2 separate regions of the Mus musculus genome follow, and region 2 is linked to region 1. Evidence: chromatin contacts called from public Hi-C data. All regions are on one chromosome and are shown on one strand. Each heading gives the region's core, a stretch centred on a gene start, on an enhancer-like site or on the middle of the called end of the contact. The rest is flanking DNA. Distances are from core to core; before and after follow the strand shown. Region 1 has its middle 39 kb from the start of Gm40630. Region 2 overlaps Foxo3 (forkhead box O3).

What was found. Hi-C and Micro-C count contacts between places; a contact is called where the count stands out from the background.
Region 2: a contact with region 1 is called in a Hi-C map of cerebellum, with 2.2 times the contacts expected there. The contact joins two enhancer-like sites. A contact is called at or near these places in 6 of 484 Hi-C or Micro-C datasets (brain, cerebellar granule neurons, cerebellum and 2 more), 2 of 115 datasets of contacts at active chromatin or transcription factors (cardiomyocytes and embryonic stem cells) and 1 of 9 other capture datasets (embryonic stem cells).

The regions. Positions count from the first base shown.
Region 1 is chr10:42,116,878-42,124,317 of GRCm38.p6, forward strand. No RefSeq gene overlaps it. Among named protein-coding and RNA genes, the nearest start is that of Gm40630, 39 kb to the left of the region's middle. Within about 2 kb of position 2,719, at least 35 of the 459 cell types and tissues checked have an H3K27ac peak or open chromatin away from gene starts, as enhancers often do. A contact at or near this core is called in cerebellar granule neurons and cerebellum, where this site is marked.
Region 2 is chr10:42,185,499-42,192,938 of GRCm38.p6, forward strand. Foxo3 (forkhead box O3) reads right to left here. Exons shown (of 4, transcript NM_001376967.1): 4 at 1-797. Among named protein-coding and RNA genes, the nearest start is that of Gm38485, 86 kb to the right of the region's middle. Within about 2 kb of position 4,498, at least 42 of the 459 cell types and tissues checked have an H3K27ac peak or open chromatin away from gene starts, as enhancers often do. A contact at or near this core is called in cerebellar granule neurons and cerebellum, where this site is marked.

The DNA.
Region 1 (7,440 bases), core at 1,469-3,968:
AACTAAGGAATAAGAAGGGCCCAAGGGAGGATGCTTGAATCTCATGCAGAAGAGGAGGTGAAATAGATATCAGAGGTGGATGGAGGGGGAAACTGGGTGGGAAAGTGAGTGAAGAGGGGAACAGGGAGGGGATCAGGGGTGGGGAGGGGATAGGAGAGGGCTGGCAGAGAGAGCAGAGACTAGTGTGTGAGGGTATCTCTGGGACAAGCTTTAGTCCTGGGACAAGGGGAGGCTCTAACTCTGTGATGGGTGGCCCTAGATGAGACTTCTAGCAGGTGGGGATGCAGACAGAGACTGGGGTGGCCACCAGAGAGGTGGGATTTCCTGTGGAGGGAGGGGGACACCAACCCATTCACAGGACGCTTGAAGTAGGTGGGTATGTAGTGGGTATGTATCAGGGATGGGGATGTAGTGGGAGGGAGGGAATGGCCAACCAAAACCTGCTCCAACTTGAGACCCATGCCATGGGGAGAGAGCCAACCCCTGCCATTATTACTGATACTCTGCTATGCTTGCCGACAGGAGCCTAGAATAGCTGTCTCCTGAGAGGTTGCATCCAGCAGCTGATGCAAATGGACGCAGAGACCCAGTGACAAACATTGGGCAGAGCTTGGGAAGTCTTGTGGAGGAGGGGGGGTAGGATTGAGGGAGCAGTGTCAAGGACACCACAAGAAGACCCACAGAGTCAACTGACCTGGGCCCATGGGGGCTCACCAAGACTGAACCCCCAACCAGGGAGCGTTCAGGGGCTGGACCTGGGTCCCCTACACATTTGTGGTGGATGTGCAACTTGACCTTCATGTGGGTCCCCTGGTGGTCGGAGGCGGGTGGCTGTCTCTGACTCTGCCTGCCTTTGGATTTTCCCGCCTTTTTGGGCCTCAGTGGATTGGAGATGCGCTTGGTCCTGCTGTGACTTGGTGTGCCAGGGTGGGTTTCTCCTCAGAGGAGGGTATGAGGGGAGGGGCTTGTGAGAATGGGACTGGGAGGAGAGGAGGGAGGGGGGCTGTAATTGGGATGTAAAGTGAATAAATAAATAGATTAATGGTGGGGGGCAACCTTGAAAGCCACTTTAGCCGAGTGTACCAGTGAGCCGTGTGTTCAGTGCAGGGATACAAGGCTTCACCCTGGGCTGCTCAGGAGACAACCTAACGACAAGCTCCTAGTTCTGTGCATGGGGGGGGGGGGGGGGTGTCAAGCTGGCCTTTCATCCTGAGATAGATAAGGTAAATGCTCCTGTCCCGACCACTTCCCATGGCCCCCCAAGATCCCTTCTCTCTCTTCTCTTTGTTTTTGTTTTGTTTTAACTGAAGACAGAGCCTGGCTATGTGGCCCAAACTGGCCTTCACCTTGCAGTAATCCATCTGACTACCTCCACCTTCTGAGTCACTGGTATCACGGGCCTGTGACTATCAGACTAGTGTCTTCTCTCTTTAGAAGTTCATTACCCTGGTATTTTACAATACCAATAGGCATTGAGCTAACCTGCTGTGGGAACCATTTTCCAGAGGGAATGACTGAGGCCAAGAGAGGCAGGCTGCCCATGGTGAACCAACGCATGGAGTGGCTGATAGGCTTGTCACAGATCTCATCTAACAAACAGCAGAAAGTAGTTTTTCTGAAGCCTAGAGCACCTTCAGAGAGTGAACATGGGTCTCAGCATAGAGACTCAGACAGGCTTAATGCCACCTCCTCTGACTCATGCCATTTTGCAGGTTACCAAAGGGTTTCAGAGCCACCCATGTGCTCATTTTTTATAGCAGCCATAAGGAAGCACAGCAGATGTTATTATTCGCATTTTAGCGGCACGGAGAGTGGAAGGACAGGCCTGGGGGTGCACAGATATTAAAGGGGGAAGGAACCATGACCTCAGACAGTGCAGTGAAACCTGCGAACTTCCCTCAAAATGAGGTCATGCTTAGCTGAACAAGAGCACATGGGAACGTCTTGGGGGTCCGGCAGATGTCCCCCTGGGCGATGGAGCCGGGTCAGGAGGGCAGATGGCTTTCCATTTTTATCCATCTTTTACAGGTTTCTCCAATACGGCTCCATATGGGCTTACCCTGGTAGTCAAAGCAGCACTTTGAGTCCCAGGAGAAGCCACAACAAAGTGCCCCCCTTCTTGGGTCCCCCGTTGTGTCCTAGGAACCTGTGTGCCAAGCTGGGCTTCCAAGGCGCAAGCTGTGCCCGGACAGGACAGCTCACTGGAGATGGAAGTGGCTGTGGGGAAAGACACTTGCCATCTGGGAGCAGCTACTCTGCCAACCCAACCATTTTCCTCTCCAGAATGTCAGGAGAGAAATGGGAGCAGCTGAACGCGCCACTCGGCCCCCAAGCCCCCACCCCACGCCTCTTGGCCCCCAAGCCCCCACACCATGCCTCTCAGCCCCCATGTCCCCCCACCCCACGCCTCCAACCCCAAGCCCCCACCCCACTCTCCCACCCCACGCTTTTGCTCCGGGGGCTGCTCCGTGTGCCTCTTCTCTACGGAGGGGAGTCTCAGTACAAAGTGTAACACCTAAGATTTGGCAAACTGTGGAGTCTAATTGAAAAAATTAGAACCAGAAGACAGAGTGGCTTCCCAGGTTTTGTTCAGACTGCGAATGAGATGCCCAAAGATGTATTTTTTTTCTTTCTCCTTTTTACGTTCAGCTGTCTCTGTCAGTGCCAGCCAATGCTGAAGGTAACAAGCGGCCGCTGTAATATCTCACCCGGTTAATTTCCACCCTGAGATTCGGGAGGATGGCTCGAAATGACGACTTCTTCGAGGCTTTTTAATGACAAAGCATATTTAGACAGGCTAAATTTGGCCAAATAAATAAATGTAAGTTCAGAGCCTTCAATTTACCAAAGCACATTTCAAAAGCAAGAAGGAGACATGAAAGGCAACAGCCCTACCCAGACCCTAACAGTTTCCAAGGAAAGTTCCTGTAATCTTGAAGAATAATAAAAGCTCGCAGATATATTTGGAAGTTTTGAATGGTGGAACTGTTTCTGAGAGCATTTTTTCAACATCCCAAGTGAAAAATGAGAACAAGGCCTAAATTGTTTGGTAAAGAGCAAAGAACCCTTTGGTTTGGGAAAAGGAGAGAGAGAGAGGGAGAGAGAGAGAGGGAGGGAGGGAAGGAGGGAGAGGGAGAGGGAGAGAGGGAGGGAGAGGGAGAGGGAGAGGGAGAGGGAGAGGGAGAGGGAGAGGGAGAGGGAGAGGGAGAGGGAGAGGGAGAGGGAGAGGGAGAGGGAGAGGGAGAGGGAGAGGGAGAGGGAGAGGGAGAGGGAGAGGGAGAGGGAGAAAGAAACCAAAATCCTTCACAGGGCTGGCTGGCACTTCCCAGAAAATATGTATAAAGGCAGTTTGTGCCGGAAACACACACACACACACACACACACACACACACACACACACACACACACACATCTCAAACAAAGAGTATACGTTATAATTGTTTTCATTGTTGTGTTTGTTTGTTTGTTTGTTTGAGGCTGAGGCAGATAGTCCAGGCTAGCTCCTAACTCAGCTGTGTAGCCAAGAACAACCTTGAACTCCTGCTCGGTAATGCTGGGATTAACACCAAAGCTACCGTGTTATCCTATTTTTACATCAACTTCATGCCATATTGAATCGTCTGAATTTTCTTTTTGACTTTTAGGTGCTGGTGTCTTGGGCTTGGCTGAGTTGAGCCTGCCAGGCACAGGAGACTAATCAAGCCCTTTCCTCCTGACTCCGAGGTCCAAGTCACTCCAATGTGCAGTAGGAGAAAAACTGGGGGTCTGAGCCTAGGGGGACAAAATGGCTGAGAGAGGATGTAGAGTTGCTTTTGGATGGAAGGTGGAATGAAGTTTCTAGAGACGTTTCTAGACAGAGGAGAAGACTTGGGAGATAACAGAGAAATAACAATGAGTGAGACAGGAGTGTGTGTGAATAGACTTGGGAGACCCCAGCACCTCTGACATTGTCTCTATTCCTGAGTTCTTGCATGCTGGGTTGGGGGGACAATGACACTAGTAACTGTCCACAGCTCTCTTGAGTTTCTCAAAAGCCTTTCCTGCTCAAGGCTGGGTTCTGCGCTCCAAGCAGGAGGAATCACGTGACTACCCTCCGCCCTCCACCGCAGCTGCCCTCTGCATCCCAGACACAGGGTTCCTAGTCAGTTCCCTCCCCTGGACTGAAGTCTGCCCTAAACTCCGAGTCCTTGAAGGCTGGGGGTTGAGAGGCCAGAGTCCCATTCTGCTGCTCTGGGATCAGATGGTGCTATGGGGTTTCCCAAGGACGTCAGATGGGCAGGGGAGAGTTGCGGACTGACTTCAGCATGCTTCAGCTGTTGAGCTTTACTTTCAGCGGCACCATCATAATTCCTTATCACAAAACAGAAATGTTTCCCACTGTGGCCCCTGAAGGCTATCCTGGCTCTCACCACTTCGTCTCTCGCCAGCGCCGCCATCTTGGTGGAGCTCTGTGGGGCCTCTCTGGTCCTTTTCAGTCACACCTGAAATGGACTTCTTCACTCTTTTCCATTCTTCCACCATCCAGGCTGCAAACCTCACCTGAGCCCTTTATTCTAGAGCCTTAGCACCGTAACAAGGCTGCCCAGGTAAAGCAGAGGCTCTGTAGAGACTCATGGCAGCCCATACCTCCAACCAATGACCTCAGGGGCCTTGGGAACTGCAAAAGATGCACCATATAACTCGAGTTGGATCCTGTTCCATCCCTTTCAAAAATTAGGGAGAGAAAGACCTCCCCAAGTAAGGATTCTGTCACAATGTGGCTCGTTTCAAAAGAACCTGCACCATGCCCAGAAATGAGTATTTCTTGTATTTGTGCCAACATAACCAGTTACATGTGCTATGTGTGAAGCTCTGAACTGAGCAACTCATCAGCAGTGTGATGTGCTTCATCCGTGGCACTCTGTACTCACTGGGTGTCAGTGACTACGGTAGTAGTAGCCTGTCTCTCTCCTTCCTGTAAGAACAGGCAAGCTGCAGGGGCTTGAGTCACCCAGCTACCTACATACCACTTACATACACAGACACAGACATACACACACACACACACACACACACACACACACACACACACACACACACACACACTGCTGCGGGGAAAATGTCTCGAGAAGAGTGGATGTCTGATAGAGAATTTGTGCATTCAAATGTTTGTTGAACTCTGGTTAATTGCCCAAGTCTGCCTCAAACCATGAAGAGAGATTTGGATAAATAAGGCCCAGCCCTTGCATTCCAGAAAGGTTATAGACTCAGAGCCGACACGATCTGACCTAAGACCTCAACACAGGAGGAAGCAAACAGATGAAATAAGGAGTGAGCCTGGCAAAACTGTGCTCTCACTGTAGGGTGAAGCTACTCATATTACCTGGGACTGAGGACTGGGCCTTAGTGATGCCGCTTATTTCCTCCAAAGGGCAAAGAGAGCTGGTACCTGAGTTCCCAGCAGAAACACAGTGTACCCAGACACCAGCCCTTTCTTCTCCTACCCCACCTCTGTGGCGATGACAGCTAGATCTCACCCCAACAGTTTTCCTCAGAATCATATGGACACTCCACTGTCCTAGGGGTAGGTATTCTGGAAAGAAAAAGGTAGAAAGAGGTCCATTTGTATTTTGTTTTGTTTTGCTTTGTTTTGTTTTGTTTTTTAAAAGGTAGAGTCTAATTTTTTTGGAATTTGCCCAAACTTAAATACACAATACACACACAGACACACACACACACAGACACAGACAAACACAGACACACATACACACACATAGACACCCATACACACACACACACACAGATAGGCACACACACAGACACACAAACACACACACACATACACACACACACACACACACACACGAGTGCACACACACACACACACACTATTTGTCTATCCTCCATCTACCCACCCACCTACTTCAATACCCACCCTGGCACACACCAGCCCAGCAGCTCATGATCCATCCACACATCTGTTACCAGTGGAAACCAAAATAAGAAAACAGAGGCTCAGTATATTATGGCACGGGGTGGAAGGCTTCCTGCTTGAATGCAAAATGCCAACCAAGAAGAAACACATGCCTCCTACCCCCAGCACATCCCTCCCTGCCCTTCTTACAAAAGTCCCCAGTTCCATGAGAAAACATAACAAACCACATTACATAGGAAGGCCACATCTAATTGGGTTTTGAGGAAGTGCAGGCAGTCCTGTGCCGGTCTGCCTGACCCCAACACCCACTCGATACATTCTAATTATAGAGAAAAGACGTGGAGCCTGACCCAGGAGCTGTTTCCATTTGCCATGAAAGGCATATTTCTCCATAAACATCTGAGGGCAGGCTTGGAAAACAGGTTTACAGACCAGACTGTAGAACTTGGGCAGGACAGTTCTCTGGAAATGTTCACCATCCACCAAGAGGCCGGAAATATGGGGGTAAATGTGTATTCTGGCTTCTTTCAAGCAAAATGATTTATTTTTAAGAGTTTCAATTCATAAAACAGTCTAGCTAATTTTCCAAGGGGGAAAAATGGGCGTACTTTGTTTTCTCTTCATTCTTCAAAGAATATTCAGGCCATGGAAAGAATTTACAATTTCCTTAAAGGTCTTAAAGGGGACAGTTACCTTGGAAGGGACTAGAGAATGGGGGAGGGGTAGGTTTAACATGAATTAAATAAAGGATTTTCTTTTTAATATAAACTCTCTAGGGCTTAGATTAGACACTAGAGGCAGGCCCGGCAGTAGAAGCCTGTAATTCAGCATTCCAGATACAGAAATAGGAGGATCACTGAAGCTCAAGTTCAGCTTGGTCGACATAGCAAGTTTCAGGCCAGCCAGCATTACATAGTGAAAAACAGAGGCATGGGTCCTGGAGAGATGGCCCAGTGGTTAAGAGCACTGGCTGCTTTTCCAGAGGAGCTGGGTTCAATTCCCAGCACCCACTTAGTGGCTCACAGCACTCTGTAACTCCTTTCCAAGGCGTCTAACGCCCTCTTCCAGACTTTGAGCACTGCATGCGCATGGTGCACACACATACATGCAGGCAAAGGACAAAGATACTTAAACAAAAATAAGTAAATCTTTCCTAACACTTAGATGTTAGCTTAAGCTTCTATATTCACAAGTTAAAAAATAAAAAGGGGAGCTGGAGAGATGGCTCAGCGCGTAAGAACACTGACTGCTCTTCTGAAGGTCCCAAGTTCAAATCCCAGCAACCACATGGTGGCTCACAACCATCTGTAATGGGATCTGATGCCCTCTTCTGGTGTGTCTGAAGACACCTACAGTGTACTTATTTATAATAATAAATAAGTCTTTGAGCTGGAGCGAGCAGGTACTGAGCGAGCAGAGTTGACCGGAGTGAGCAGAGGTCCTAAAATTTAATTCTCAGCAATCACATGAAGGCTCACAATTATCTATATAGCTACAGTGTTCTCATATACATAAAATAAATAAAT
Region 2 (7,440 bases), core at 3,248-5,747, 70 kb after region 1:
CCGCCTACCGCGGAGGATGGCGGGAGACCACAGCCCCACCGAGCAGGCAACTGCGGAGTGGGCATCAAGGTCTCCACCCACAGACCACCCCCCGACTCAGAACTGGAAACTACTGGGTCAGATGCCTGGCTCTGTTTGCTTCGCCTACGCATAGTTCGGTCCTGGTCGGGCACGCAGGGCAAGCAGTTGTGCCATTGTTCAGTTTTTAGAAAAGGATAATTTTCTACCAAATAAAAGAAGAAATACCCGCCCCCCCCCCCATTAGTTTATGCAATGTGTTAAGTTTGTGGGGTCCCACAGGCTCAAAAGCTTGCGATGCTCAAGGCCAGACTGGGAACTGATATAACACCTTCCTTCTGCTTTTAAGTGTGCTAGGGAAAGGACAGTTAACATTTTCAACAGAAAAATACTGCAGGTTACTGTGTGTAGAAAACTCAGAGGGTCAAAGGAAACAAACACAAGACGACACTTAAAATATCCCCTAAACCATCATGATAGTAAAACACGACGGAGTCGCCAACGGGGTCCCGGTGTGCTCTGAAGGAGTGGGGGGTGCTGATGGGTGCTGTCCACGCTGGCAGGTCACTTGCAGATGAGTTAGATTTTGCATATGTTATAGAGTTCTGTTCCACGGGTAAGGGCTTCACCCAGGGCCAGGGCTGCTAACAGTCTCTGCTGGGTTAGGGAAGCGGCGTGGGAGTCTCAAAGGTGTCAAGCTGTAAACGGATCACTGTCCACTTGCTGAGAGCAGATTTGGCAAAGGGTTTTCTCTGTAGGTCTTCCGTCAGTTTGAGGGTCTGAAAGAGAAAAGAAATCCAGAGTTATTAAGGGCATTCAGAAAGCCACAGGGAGGAGGAAGCTAGGGGTCAGCCAGACACCCGCCTGTCTGACCTCAGAGCCCAGGTCTGTGCACTAAGGCTACTGTGCTAAGTGCTTCAGGTTTGACATCTAAGGATAACACAGAGAACTGACTACCTTTAACTCTTATTATAGCATCCTGAAGTTAAAAAGCCCAAAAGAAATGTGATTCTGCACTGTGGGAGATAACTGAGAAAGGCACACTAGGAACATTTTGGGTGGGTTTTTGCCAAGTTAGGGTCAGCCAGGTACGGAATAGGGTTCAGTCTAGGTTTTGGAATGTAGATTGCTTAAGACACACAAGCTGGTCCCTCTGTGTCCTCCCCATCAGCCCAGGGGTGACCTGATCTTGGTCAGCAACCAACGCTTAGTGAGATTTCATGGGGAATCCTGGCTTTTCCACTGTGGAAGATTCAAGTGAGCTATCTTACCAATTAGACTTTTATATATATATATATTAAAAGTTTTGAATTAAAAAAAAAACCAACAACCATACAATACATATTTCTCACAGACTATCTTGTTAATAGCATGATTCTGCCTCCATAGTCATCATGGAGGTTTCCCGAGAGCACTCGGGGAGCTCAGACGAGTTAAGAGAATTAACAGTAAGAAGTACACCCAGAAGGTCTGGACAGATGGCTCGGCAGTCAAGAGCACTGGGCGCTCTTCAGGAGGACCTGGGCTCACTTCCCAGTGAGCAGCCCACTACTGTCTACAACTCCCACTGCAGGGGATCTGATGCCCTCTTCTGATACCCTACAGGTACCACCCACGTGGTCTGCTTACATACATATATGCAACACTCCTAACACAACATAAAATAAAAATAAATACATTTTTTAAAAAAAGAAGAAAAGTATATATACTCAGAGATGAAGCTAAAGGAATCAGGCCGCACCCCAGGACGTAAAATCTGTTGTCTGTGGAGACCTTGCTGGCTGGCCTGGCGTACAAAGCAAAGCAACACCATAAGGTTGCCTTCCGAAGGGACTGAGCAACTGAAAACTGTAGGCTCTGGCTGCACAGTGTAGCGCACCCCCCACCTCCTCCTGGACTCTAAGACTCCTCCTGTGACTGAGTATCCTGTCTTACTGACTTTGGTGACAGCACTAGAGAGCAGAAGGAAGCTTGGTTTTTATTGGTAAAAACTATGAATTGGGAAAAGAAGTCCCGTCTCTTTCTGTAGACCCCTTGTTTGTCTGAGAATTTTTCCTTGGGGGTGGGGCAGGGGTTAGTATTCTGTTGTGTAAAGCCGCTAGACAATTTTATTTTGGCCGATAACTTTTGAGGGAGAAAAAGCTAAAATAACCCCCAGACACCAGTATCTGAGGACGTTGGTAGAGATGAGACTGCTCTAAGTCATCTGTGCGGGTCCCTGAAAGCATGACCCAACATGGTCTCAAAGATAAAGTCCTTTCAAAGGGATTAGGTCCCCCCACCCCAATAAGAGCTAATAAATCACAGTCTAACACCACTATGCCACTGATCAGCAGGGGACTAAGTTCCCCAATTCCCCATCCTGACTTTCTGTGAGTGCCTAGGGGAGACCTGGTAAGGTATTACCTAATTCAGATCCCTCCCTGGTTCCCTTTGGTGCTAATTATTCTGCTGTGAAAACCAGTGCATGATGGGAAGATGACACACTTCATTCCCTAAGAAGAGAGGTTGAATATGGCCCACTTTGATCCTGGGGCTGCTACAGGCTGGGAGGGAAGCATCCAGGGTGTAGTGAGCTACGCAACATGTTATCATGTAGTTAGGGCTGGCCATGGCCTGGAAATTGGGTCAGAAGCCCCACCATAGTCCAAAGCCACACCAGCAACAATCCCCAGGCCGCCACACCCCCGTTCCCTCAGCGAAGCCGCAGCATCTTCTGGGAATGTCATCATTAAGAAGAGGAGGCTCTGATCATCACCGTTCTCCCCTTGCTGCAGAATGGGGTGGGGCCATCTGTGACACTATGTGCTGGAGTTCCCTCCAGGGGCTCAGGCAAGGCCTCCCAGGAGGCCTGTGCAGGAAGCTGCCTCCGTGCCTCTGGGCTGAGCCAACAGGGCCAGAAACAGCTCCTACAGAGGGCACATCTCACAGCAAACCCTCACGTCACCCTCGGGAAGGTCAATGCTTTGTTTAGTTTCTCTGTGCTGTGATAGAAGGAAGAGTGTAAAGGAACCAGACAGAGACGAAAGAGAAATACAACCATCCTGAAAAGGGGCATGGAGGACTCCGGCGACCCGCGGAAGGAGCAGCCTCTGCAGCTCACTGCTGGCTCCCACCTGTCCTTCATTCAGGAACCGAAAAAGTGGGGGAGCAAAGGGACAGAGCCAGCCACGGCTGGGGACTCAGTGATGCCCTGATGAGTGTGAAGTTTCATGGGTTTTCTGGGCGTTCACACTGGTTTAGGTAGCTGTGAGGATTCTGTATGCGTTGATGCTCCTGTATCTTAAAAACAAAAACAACAGCAACAGCCCCCTCCCCCAGCCAGACTTTAGGATGAAAAGAAAGCCGAGGCTGGCAGGCTTCACTGCTGTGCCTCTGCAGTCACTAAGCAATGTACCAATTAACCAGACACACTGTCAGGCTTCCTGGTGACCTCCACGGGGAGGAGGAAGAGTCTCTTCTCTCCTAGATAAGCTTTAAAAGTTCTTTACTGAGTCAAGGGGAATGAAGTGGGAGACCACAGAAGTCAGGAGGTATATTCTAAAGACATCGGTGGGTGCTGTCACCTGGTGAGAGGTAGTCCCTTGGTAACCCTGGCATCTATGGGGAAGGCTGCTTTCTGCCTAGTTATCACCACCAAGTCACAGGATGTTCTAAGAGTGGGAGAGGCCTCCAGAATGACATCAAACAGAACAACCCAATCCACTTGAACTTGGACTCGGAGCAGTAACGGTTCCCACTGCTGGTCTCCCACAACCGAATAACCTCACGACGCAAAGCATGTGTTTGTCAGCAGCATTTTTATCTTCTTGGCAGAGAAGAAATGAAGACCCTGATACTAATATGCTATGAGAGCTGAGAAGGAGCAACGGATGGAATTCTTAGGCTCCCAGATCCATGAGGCTTAGTTAGCAGCGATCTCTTGGCTGGGATTTTAATTGTCTGCCTGAACTGCAAGGTACAGTGAGGCGCTGTGATCGTCACGCTTGGACACTGAGAGTTTCAGGACAGCCTGTAACCCCATGGTCAAGCTGGGGACCAAGCATAGAGCATTCAGCGTAGACAAGGAAGAGATCCTCTGATGGACAGGGCGGCCTCTCAGAGTTCAGAGAACAGTTGTGCGTTGTTAGACTTAATGCTTTTTGCTGGAGCACAGAGGCAGCCAGACCCAAATGCTACACCGCACTTTGACACGTTCCTGTGGAGTTCAACTCCAAAGGTAAACACAATGCATCACCGGAAAAAGCAAGGGAGACCCGGAGGCAGGCAGTATATCTGGGGCTTGGCTTCTGCACGTCCCATCCCGGGCCTACGACTGGCCATGCAATGCTGGCCAGAGAGGGGACTTAGGAGGTACCATCTGTATAAAGCTCCATCTTGGCAAACGCTGCCATGGAGCTGTGACAGGCAGTGAGCACTCTTGAGGGACAGGCAGGCAAGGAGGTTCTAATTGCAGGGGAGGGCAGGTTTGTTTGGTGACAAAGCTCTCCAGAAGGAAACCTGGACCTTGTGAAACCAACCTGTCTGGAGGAATGGCTGTGCTCTGAGGGAGGTTTGTGCTGCCTCTTTGGCTGACCGTTGAGAGATTGGACCCCAAGAAATTAGAATCTCCCCAGGAATCTCCTGCAGGAGAGGAAATGCCCTTGAGGTCAGCCAGAGATGAACTTATCTCCAAGAGCAACATTTACAACTGGTCAGAGACCTCGCAGGGGAGGCGTGGCCATGAGACAGTCCTTGGGCTGCTGAGCAAAGCACCTCCTACTTTCAGTTTGAACCCCAGCTCCACTGTCAGTCAGCATGCCCAACTCAAGACCTGGGGAAGTCTCTGGCTCCTTCGTCCCCCTTCCCAACACGGCCTCAATGAATAATCCACCCCTTTTGGGCTCTTTGCTACCTATTTGTCTCTGATAGTTGGCTTATTGAGTTCAGGTGGCTGAACCAGGACACAGACAGATAAGTGTTGTTAACCATGGGAAAGGCACCGATCTCTACACACTGAAAGACAGAAAGCACAGCTTGCAGTGAGACTGGTGACATGTTGGGCTGGACTGTGATGTGCTCTACTCCTCAGCACGCTGGAGCTTTCCAGGTGTCAGGGAAAGCTTCCAGGCCTGGCTGAGAAGACAGAGCACCTCAAGAGCTTCTGGTTTCCAGGACACTTTGACGCCTAGATTTGTCTGCCTGTCCCGTTGGCTAGCCTCTGTGCTGAGCTGACAAAATGCAGGGAAACTGAGAGAAGCAGCAATCTTCAAACTTCACAGCTGAGGACAGAGAGCTGTGGCAGGAATCACTGAGGCTAAAGAGAGCAGAGGACTGCCTGTCTCTGCCTTGAGGGACGGCAAGAACCTCTCCGTGCAGACAGGATGGCAAAACTGTAGACTGCATATGCTCTTGACTCTTAGACGCTTCCGACTCATAGAATAATATGCCAAGTTGGGATTCTGGTCTTTTAAAAGAAACACTTTTGCCAAGTGTGGTGACACATGCCTTTAATCCCAGTACTAGGGGACAGTGGAAGGCAGATCATGTGAGTTCAAGGATAGCCTGGTCTACACTGCATGTTTTAGGCCACCTACATAGTGAGATCCTGTCTCAAACACAAACACCACCAGCAAAACCCAAATCAACCAACCAAAAGGAACTACTTTCTGAGAGGATGTGGTGGTTGTAGGAGTTAATCACCCTCAACTATTGTACCCCAAAGTTTAATTGGCAAAGACCTGCGGGATCCTCCACTCTCTCCACCACTCTCTCCTGGGGGTCACCTTGGGGACGCTCCGCCCAGCCTACTCTCCTCCTATCCAGGTGAGCCACCGCACAGCCCTTCACTCTGCCTTCCCCAGATGTTCTCCACCTGTGCCTTACATCTGGCACAAACATCAAGTGCCCAGGATGCCTACCCACACTCTGAGATCCCAACACTGAATTCCTTGAAAGCGGGACAGTCTTCACAACGGTGAGTGCCGGGAACACTCGCTACTTCAGGAGCATCGCCTTAGGCACAGAGTTTGCTCTCGAGAGCACAAATCCTTGTGACTGAAAGACAGTGTTCCCAAAGAGAGCTTAAAGTAAAAACACAACACAAAACAAAACAGGTTCGCATGAAGCCTTAGCTAAGTGAAGGAGCCAGGCTCTTTGAGTGGCCGGCCCCTACTTTCCTCCCTGCTCACTGCAATCCCCAGATGCTGCAGGTTCTAGGACCTCCGGCACCCAGCAGAGCCTTCTGCTTGCGGAGCACAAGTGCAGACTGATAATGCTTCCAGGAAGAAAACTCCTGTTTCTTGTAAGATGAAACTGAGTAAAAGGCGCATATAAACATTCAACAGACTCTCACCCATGGAATCAGTCTTCCTGTGTTTCTGTACAGCCCACCATATAAAGCCCTCAAATCCCACCATTAAAGGTCTTGCTACTCAGTCTCATGCTGCTGTCACAGGAAGAGATCCACCATCTACAGAAGAGAACTGGAGCCTTGAAGAAATGTTCACAGACCTAAGCCATGACCTGAATAGTTCCTATTTACCTTGCCCGGGTGTGACCCTGGGGTGAGGTGGGGTGAATTATGACAGCATGCAGGGTGAGACACTCACGGCCTCCTGAAGGTGGGTGGAGTGGAGACACCACCTCACTGAGGGGCCGGGTCCCAGGCACAGAAGACGGTTCACCAAAGTCCTCTTTCCTATTTTAGATATATACGTTGGATCTTGAGAGACTAATTTTCCAACAGAACAAAAATCAGTTCTTCAGATTCCAGAGTTCAAACTACACATCCATCTCTAAAGTAGGATCAAGACATAGACAGGGTGAAACAGATGAGGGCCAAAGCCCAGCGAGGAGGGAAACCAGAGTGAGCAGGAAGGACGGACCGGATGCTGGGTCTCCTCAGGCGGAGAGCTTTGCCCACACTCTGCCTTCCCGTGGAGCCCACCTCTGTGCCCCCCTGCACTGCAGAGCAGCCTGAAGGGAACTCCACTGGCCACGGCACTCAGCGACAGCTAGCGTTCTACTTCCACCACCTAACAGGCCCATCAGCACATTTTTGACTATTTATGACTGTTGGTCTGCACGGCTTTCTGATCATTTCCAAACATACAAAAGATCAACGGATGCTCCAGTGAGCCTCTGGGCCATGTTCTTTACTAGAGGCCCCAAAGAGTGAGTTAGGATTTTGACTTCGAACCTAAGTGTAAGAGTGCCTCTGGCTGGGGGTCTCCTTGGCCATTAACTTCCCTAAGGAACCAAATCAAATACTCCAGAGATAAATATTTAGCTGGAAAAAAAAAAGAAAGAAAATGTATGGGCTAGAATCCTTTCACTAGGAAGAGGGTGAAAGAATGGGACAGGGGAGGGGGGAGGGGGAGGAGGCAAAGGGGGACACGGCAGGAGCACAGAAACCTTCAATCAAACAGAGACTGACAATTA